2 separate regions of the Triticum aestivum genome follow, and region 1 is linked to region 2. A link is a contact called in public Hi-C data. All regions are on one chromosome and are shown on one strand. The core of a region is the stretch at or near the end of the contact, and the rest is flanking DNA. Distances in the headings are between cores, read along the strand shown.

What was found. A called contact is a pair of places that touch in the nucleus more often than the background predicts.
Region 1: a Hi-C map of an unstated tissue shows a contact between it and region 2, with 7 times the contacts expected there. The contact joins the enhancer-like site here to the promoter of LOC123138187 in region 2. A contact is called at or near these places in 3 of 5 Hi-C or Micro-C datasets (leaf and an unstated tissue).

Annotation. Positions count from the first base shown.
Region 1 is chr6B:588,394,253-588,397,613 of IWGSC CS RefSeq v2.1, forward strand. No RefSeq gene overlaps it. Among protein-coding and RNA genes, the nearest start is that of LOC123139431, 47 kb to the left of the region's middle. Within about 2 kb of position 2,094, at least 6 of the 8 cell types and tissues checked have an H3K27ac peak or open chromatin away from gene starts, as enhancers often do. A contact at or near this core is called in leaf, where this site is marked.
Region 2 is chr6B:588,010,733-588,013,711 of IWGSC CS RefSeq v2.1, forward strand. LOC123138187 reads right to left here and starts at 1,368. Exons shown (of 1, transcript XM_044558109.1): 1 at 686-1,368. The coding sequence starts at 1,318. The coding sequence ends at 827.

The sequences.
Region 1 (3,361 bases), core at 844-3,343, 380 kb after region 2:
GCTGAAAGCTTGCCAAAACCAGAACGAAGTTGTCTTCGAAAACGCTTAACGGGCCAGGCCAAAAAGAGTCAAACGAACTAGATGGCCCTGCCTCTCGCGGAAGCAAATCCATGTCTCGCGCGGAAGCAAAGATGTGCCTCTCACGAAAGAAAAAATGTAAAAAAATATGTTTTTTTCGTTTCCGGGAGGTTCGGCCGTGTCTCTCGCGTAAGCAAAACCGTGTCTCTCACAAAAGAAAGAAAAAGGTGAAAATGTGTTTTTTCCGTTTTCGAGAGGCACTCGCGAAGCAAAATCAAACCTCTCACGGAATGAAAAAAAGAGAGAAAATGTGTGTTTTTCGTTTTCGAGAGACACGACCGTGCCTCTCACAAAAGAAAAAAATGCGTTCCGTTTTCGAGAGGCACCACCATGCCTCTCGCGGAAAAAACAGGCTTTTTCACATAAAAAATCATAATTTTTTTTGTCGAAAAGCTAAGTAAAACCGGTGAAAAATTGACAAGTCAAAAAAATCATCTAAAAACAGAAAACATGTGCAGAAAAATAAATAAAAAATCGAAAGAAAGCGTCCAGAGCGCTCCAAGTGACGTGCTCTCAACCCACCCCATCTTTGGGGAAGCGGCGGTATGGCCCAAGCGGGAACAACGCCGAAATCGGCTTTGTTCACACGGAAATTCCTCTTTGCCGCTCGTTGCGGCAAACAGTCGACGTGACGCACAGGGGCAGATCGACCAGGGTTGGGATGGACCGGCCCGTTCAAACGATTGTGCGAATCCGGTTTTGGGAACCTTCTAGGTGGTTCCCAGCCGGTTTTTTATGGTTTTGGGAACCTTCTAGGAGGTTCTTGAACCGGTTTTTCTATTTCCTCTTTTTTACATTTTTGTTTCTTTTCTTTTTCTATTTCTTTTTCTTTCTCTTTTTTTGTTCAGATATTTTCTTTCCTTTTACTGTTTTCTTTTTTTCTTTGCTCTTTCGTTTTTTCTTTTTTCAAGTTTCTTTTGTTTGAGAATTTCAAATATTTATTCGGAATTTTATAACATGTTCTTGTTTTACAGATTTACTCTCAATTTCATAAAGAGTTCCCATTTTCAAATTTTGTTCACAATTTCAAAAAATGTTCAATTTTAAAAAAATCTTTGAGGAATTTGAAAAACGTTCTTGTTTTAAATTTTATTCAAAATTTCAAAAAATATTCGTGTTATAAAAATGTTCAGTCAATTAAAAATTGTGTTCTCATTTTCAAATATTTTTTACGTTTAGGTTTTGAGAAAATGTTCAGGAATTTCATAAAATGTTCCTATTTTCAAATTTTGTTCAGAATTTCAAAAAATGTTAGTGTTTGAAAAGTCTTTGAGGAATATCAAAAAATGTTCTTGCTTTAAATTTTGTTCACAATTTGAAAAAATGTGTTTGAAAAATGTTCAGTAAATCCAAAAAAATGTTCTCGGTTTCAAATATTTGAAAAAATGTTTTGGAATTTCATAAAATGTTACCGTTTTAAAAAAATCACAATTTCAAAAAATGTTCGTGTTTCAAAAACTCTTTCAGGAATTTCAAAAAATGTTCTTGTTTATTAAATTTTGTTCACAATTTCAAAAAATGTTGTGTTTTAAAAAAGTTTCATTGAGTTCAAAAAAAATGTTCTCGTTTTCAAATCTTTACTTTGTTCAGGTTTTAAGAAAATGTTCTCTTTATCAAAATATGTTCAGAATGTCATTCATAAAATGTTTATGTTTCAGAAAATTTACAAGAACATTTCGATATTGTTCAAAATTTTCAAGATTTTTTCTAAAATGTTTTTTCCTAAAATCTCAACCCTGCTGGCTGTTGTTATATATTTCCGCGCTTAAATAGACAGTAGCACCTTTGTGGTTGAGTGGCTTGGTGGTCGCTGTTCGCTCTGTGGTGTTTGGGTAGTCGCGGAATCGAATCCCAGCATGGCGTATTTGTTTTTCCGGGTTTTTTAGGTTGCGCACGATACAGCAAGCATAAATGGTTTTCGCGTTGACGGGCCGGCCCAGTCATGCGTCACTAGTGTGCGTCGAGTTTCGCGTTTGACGCAGAATGCGTCGTATAGGATGTCCCCCCACCACGGTGGCAAGAGGAAGCGGCGGTATGGCCCAAGCGGGAACAGTACCGAAATGGGCTTTGTACACCGGTGGCAAATGCCTCGCGTTGCTTTCCTTTCGTTTTGGGAGTCGCATCAAAGGGACCTCCTTAATCAAGTCCGTCGCCTGTTTGTTAACGACGACCGAGTTCGAGTCCCTTCGAGTTATTAGCTACGGACGCAACAGCTGCGCGGCCGTGCTCACCGTCACCGTATTCAACACGTCGGTTGCGAGGCAATCCAGGATGACACTACGACGACTCCGATTAGCAAACTAACTACCTCGTGACGCCAGCAAGCGCGACTCCGCATCGGCCTTGATTTGGAGGGCGGGCGCTAGATTTGACGGAGACGGCCTACTTAAACCCTGACCGGTCCCAGACGGACATACAAACCGACGCATTTCGTTGCGGAGGTGGTTTTCGTGCACAACTACCTCAAAAAAGGTTGATTGCCCATTTGATGCGGTGATTTCGACCTCTTTCGTTCAGAGCATGCTTGGATCTAAGGGACTATTTTTAGTCTGACAAAAACTAGTCTTTTTTAGAGGCTAAACTTCCAATCATCCCTGACTAAAGCGAGGCTAGAACTAGTCTTGAGACTAAAAAAATTTAGTCAGGGGAACCTTACTAAAATGTGGATTAGTCCTCTCTCTCCTCATTTAACTCCTCTCCTTTAACACATGTGAGTTCTGGATTGAATGGTTTGGAGGATAATAAATGCTCATTAACTCGATTTTAGTCTATTTAGTATTTGTATCCAAGCATGGATGAGGCTAGCAAGTTTTAGTCCCATTATTTTTAGTCGTGGGACTAAAACGTATCCAAGCACCCTCTCAATTTGCTCTGCGGCAAAGTTTTGTTTATGAAAACAATGCCTTCAATAAGGTCAGGGACAATCAATTAAGGTCATACCTTGGGGTTTTCACCTTGAAAGCTAAGACTCTGTACTTTGCCTGTGCTCCCGCCTTCATTTGCCGATGCTGCTTCTATGAGTCATGAATCACCAAGCAAAGTCACCATCGCCACGAAGTCTCGATCCGCTGTTACAAGGCCTTAGACCTCAGCCACCATGACGTGTCTCATAATGTCAACAGATACCGAAACTTCATGTCACACCCTACTCAAGCCACTCGGGCTGAAATAGGGGCGCACACGACCGAATCCTACCCGATCCAACAATCTACAAGTGTCAAGCACCCAATGAAGATCTTTAGCGGAGCATTCCGGAACTCGTGAATGGCCAGACCCATGAGGG
Region 2 (2,979 bases), core at 118-2,617:
GACAAGTGTTAAGGTGGTACGGGAGTGCCTCTTCGTTAAGCCTCAGATGGTTTTTTTTCCTTCATGTTGGTTGTTCTGCAACAAATCTTTGCGTTCACTAGGCGCGCCCCGGTCGACGTTCTTCAAGTGTGTGTTATGTCTTGCTCTTGCGGTAGGTTTTTATTGCGGCTCCTATATCCCATAATGGTGTGTGTAGTTTCTAGGATTATGATTCGGTCTTTGCAACCGCTCCTTTCCGACTACAATTTCTCTGTCGGTGAGGTAGACGGGATTCTTCATGTGGGTTGGCTAAAGTCTTGTTTAATTGGGCTTGTACTTCTGTTTTTACAGTTTTTTCACTTTGACAAAAAGTCAAAAGAAAACTCATAAATAGGTGTTTTTTGCTTCGGCTTTTGGCTTATACCATCATATAAGAATATTATTCATAAGCCAATAGCCGAAACATAAAACCCTATTTAGGAGCTTATGCGGCTTTTTTTATCAAAATGGAAAAGCCGTAAAAGTAAAAGTAAAAGGCCAAACAAACAGGGCCTAGAAGATAGGGTTGAAAGACATTGGATACCATGATGTATTCTCTTTTCTTGGTTTGAGTCTTTCAATGTATTCCTTGATGTTTGTCAGATATAGCAAAAAGGCGGAATGTATTTCTTCTGATGAAAAAGCTAAGCCCTTTACTTTAGCCATGTACTATAAACTTGTGTGCTGTACAAATGACGTCCTTTTGTTTTTGAAAAGGACTTGCCAAACGCAAACATAAACATGAGCAGAAGGAAATTACCAAGTCACCCTTGATTATAACAATCTAGCGACCAGGACTGTTGTATTATCATTCGAAGGACAAGTCAGGCCACGTGTCGAACTCCGGCGACCCGAGGTCGGGCAGCCCGTCAAACACACCCAGCGGTGCGCACTGCGGCGGGTGCGCCACGGCCGGGACGCTGCCGGCAGTGGTTGCCGCGTCCGAACGGTGGCCCTGCAGCGCACCGCCGCAGCCATGCGCGGCGGCGGTCAGCGAGTGGCCGGCGGCGTGGGCCCGGCGAGGCAGCGGCCGGAAGATGGCGGCCGGCGGGAAGCCGGTGAGCTCCTGCACCATGGCGCGGAAGTTGGACACGTCGGTCGCCACCACGGTGGTGGACGACCGGCGCGACGCCGACGCCGGGTGCTTCCTCCTGGCGCGCCGCGGGGACGGCTGCGCGTCCGAGGGGACCTGGCCGCCGGCCGTCCGCGTTGCCGCCGTGTTGCATGGCTGGTACTTGGCGCTGGACTCCATGATACGCGCCGCCGTAGCCGAGCGGTCTCGGTCGTTGCAGGAGTACATCGCCGGGAGGCGTCTAGTCTAGGAATTATAGCAAGCGGGCTAGCGGCGTGTGTCCGCGAACTTGCCGAGGGGGGTCAGTTTGACGTGTGCATTTATAGCAAACCAGGCAGGAATTGACCTGAAGAATCTACAGTAGCACCACTTCATTTTCTAGCACCAGCAGTTTGGCTGAGCAGTGCCGCTGAAGCTGACCTTTTTTTTCTTTTATTTTTTTGCGAGGGCTGCTGAATTGATTAGCTTTATTTTAGCTCAGACTTGCAGAGTCGTGGTTGTTCTGACCACCTATGCAATCAGCGGCGGCATCGTTAGCCTACGTTATCGTTTCGGCGGCATTTTTTTTTTGAAATTAACTTAACCCTATCGTCTATCTAGATGCGCATTTCAGAGGCGTTCTTATCTACATCAAGGTGATACAAATAGGCTCGCAAAAAAAAAAGTGATACAGATAGAGTTTTTTTTTCCATCCTTTGCCTCCGATGGTACCGAGCTGATTCAGAAACAGTTGGACGGGCGTTGCGAAATGGGGCGTGCGATGCGACCGGCCGGCCGGTCTATATTGGTCGGACGATTCTGCCTGGTTGGTGCTCCGTCCGGTGCCTTTCCGGTCGAGTAGGACGGACTCTGCCGTACGCCATGTTGCACACGTTCGTTCGCCTTAATTTCCCTCTCTGCATGCGCGCGGCAGATTAATGTTTTTGGTTCAGCTGTTCATTGGACTGTTCTCTGTGGAATTTCTGCGGATCAACGGAGGCTTGATCTAACATGCATGTCTCACAGAATTCCACGGCTAGATAACACTTTTTCCTCCGGTTACAGGTACTAGCTAACAGTTGAATTTTCCCGGCAAAAAAAGAAAAAAAACTAACAGTTGAATTCACTGGAGAGTCAGGAGAAGACGGTCGTCGCACGGTCGAAACGGCACTAGCTTGCACACTTTTATCTACGCAGTTAATTAATTACTACTGCTCCTGAAATGAACTCACGGCCGGTCGCAGCATGTCACGGTCACCCAGGCGCGAGGAGAACCTCACGCACAAGCTAAAACCGGCCAAATTTGTTAAATCAGCCACAGCGCTATGGCTCTGTATACATCGACACATGTACTTTGAGCCGTATCGGATCTATCATCTACGTACTGATCTACACACAGTCCCCATCCATTCCTGACGCCATGCTATAAAGCAGATGCATGCACTGAACCTGGAATTCAGATGACTAACGCACGTACGACACGCCATACAAATGTACTCTATAATGCAACGGGTGATGTCAATACTCACTAAACAAATGTTGTTCAACGAGAATCCGCAAGCATGGGATAAACATGGACTGCGGGCGCGCAAACAAAAAAAATATTCTGAAGAAAAAGAATTGACTTGCATACTTGAGAATATAGCTACTACCTCCGTTCCAAATAGATGGCATATAAATTCAGGCAAAAAGTCGATGTTATCCACATTTCACCAAGTATATATACACAAATATCAAGATAAATAATATCAATATCAACATATCCACCATTAGGTATGTTTTCATAATTTCTCACAAAAACTATATATTTTCATAATTTATTTTCCAAATATTATAGTTGTTGATATTTTCTTTTATATATTTGGTCGGAATCAGGAAAAAAACGACTCTTTGATTGGCTTTATACGGTA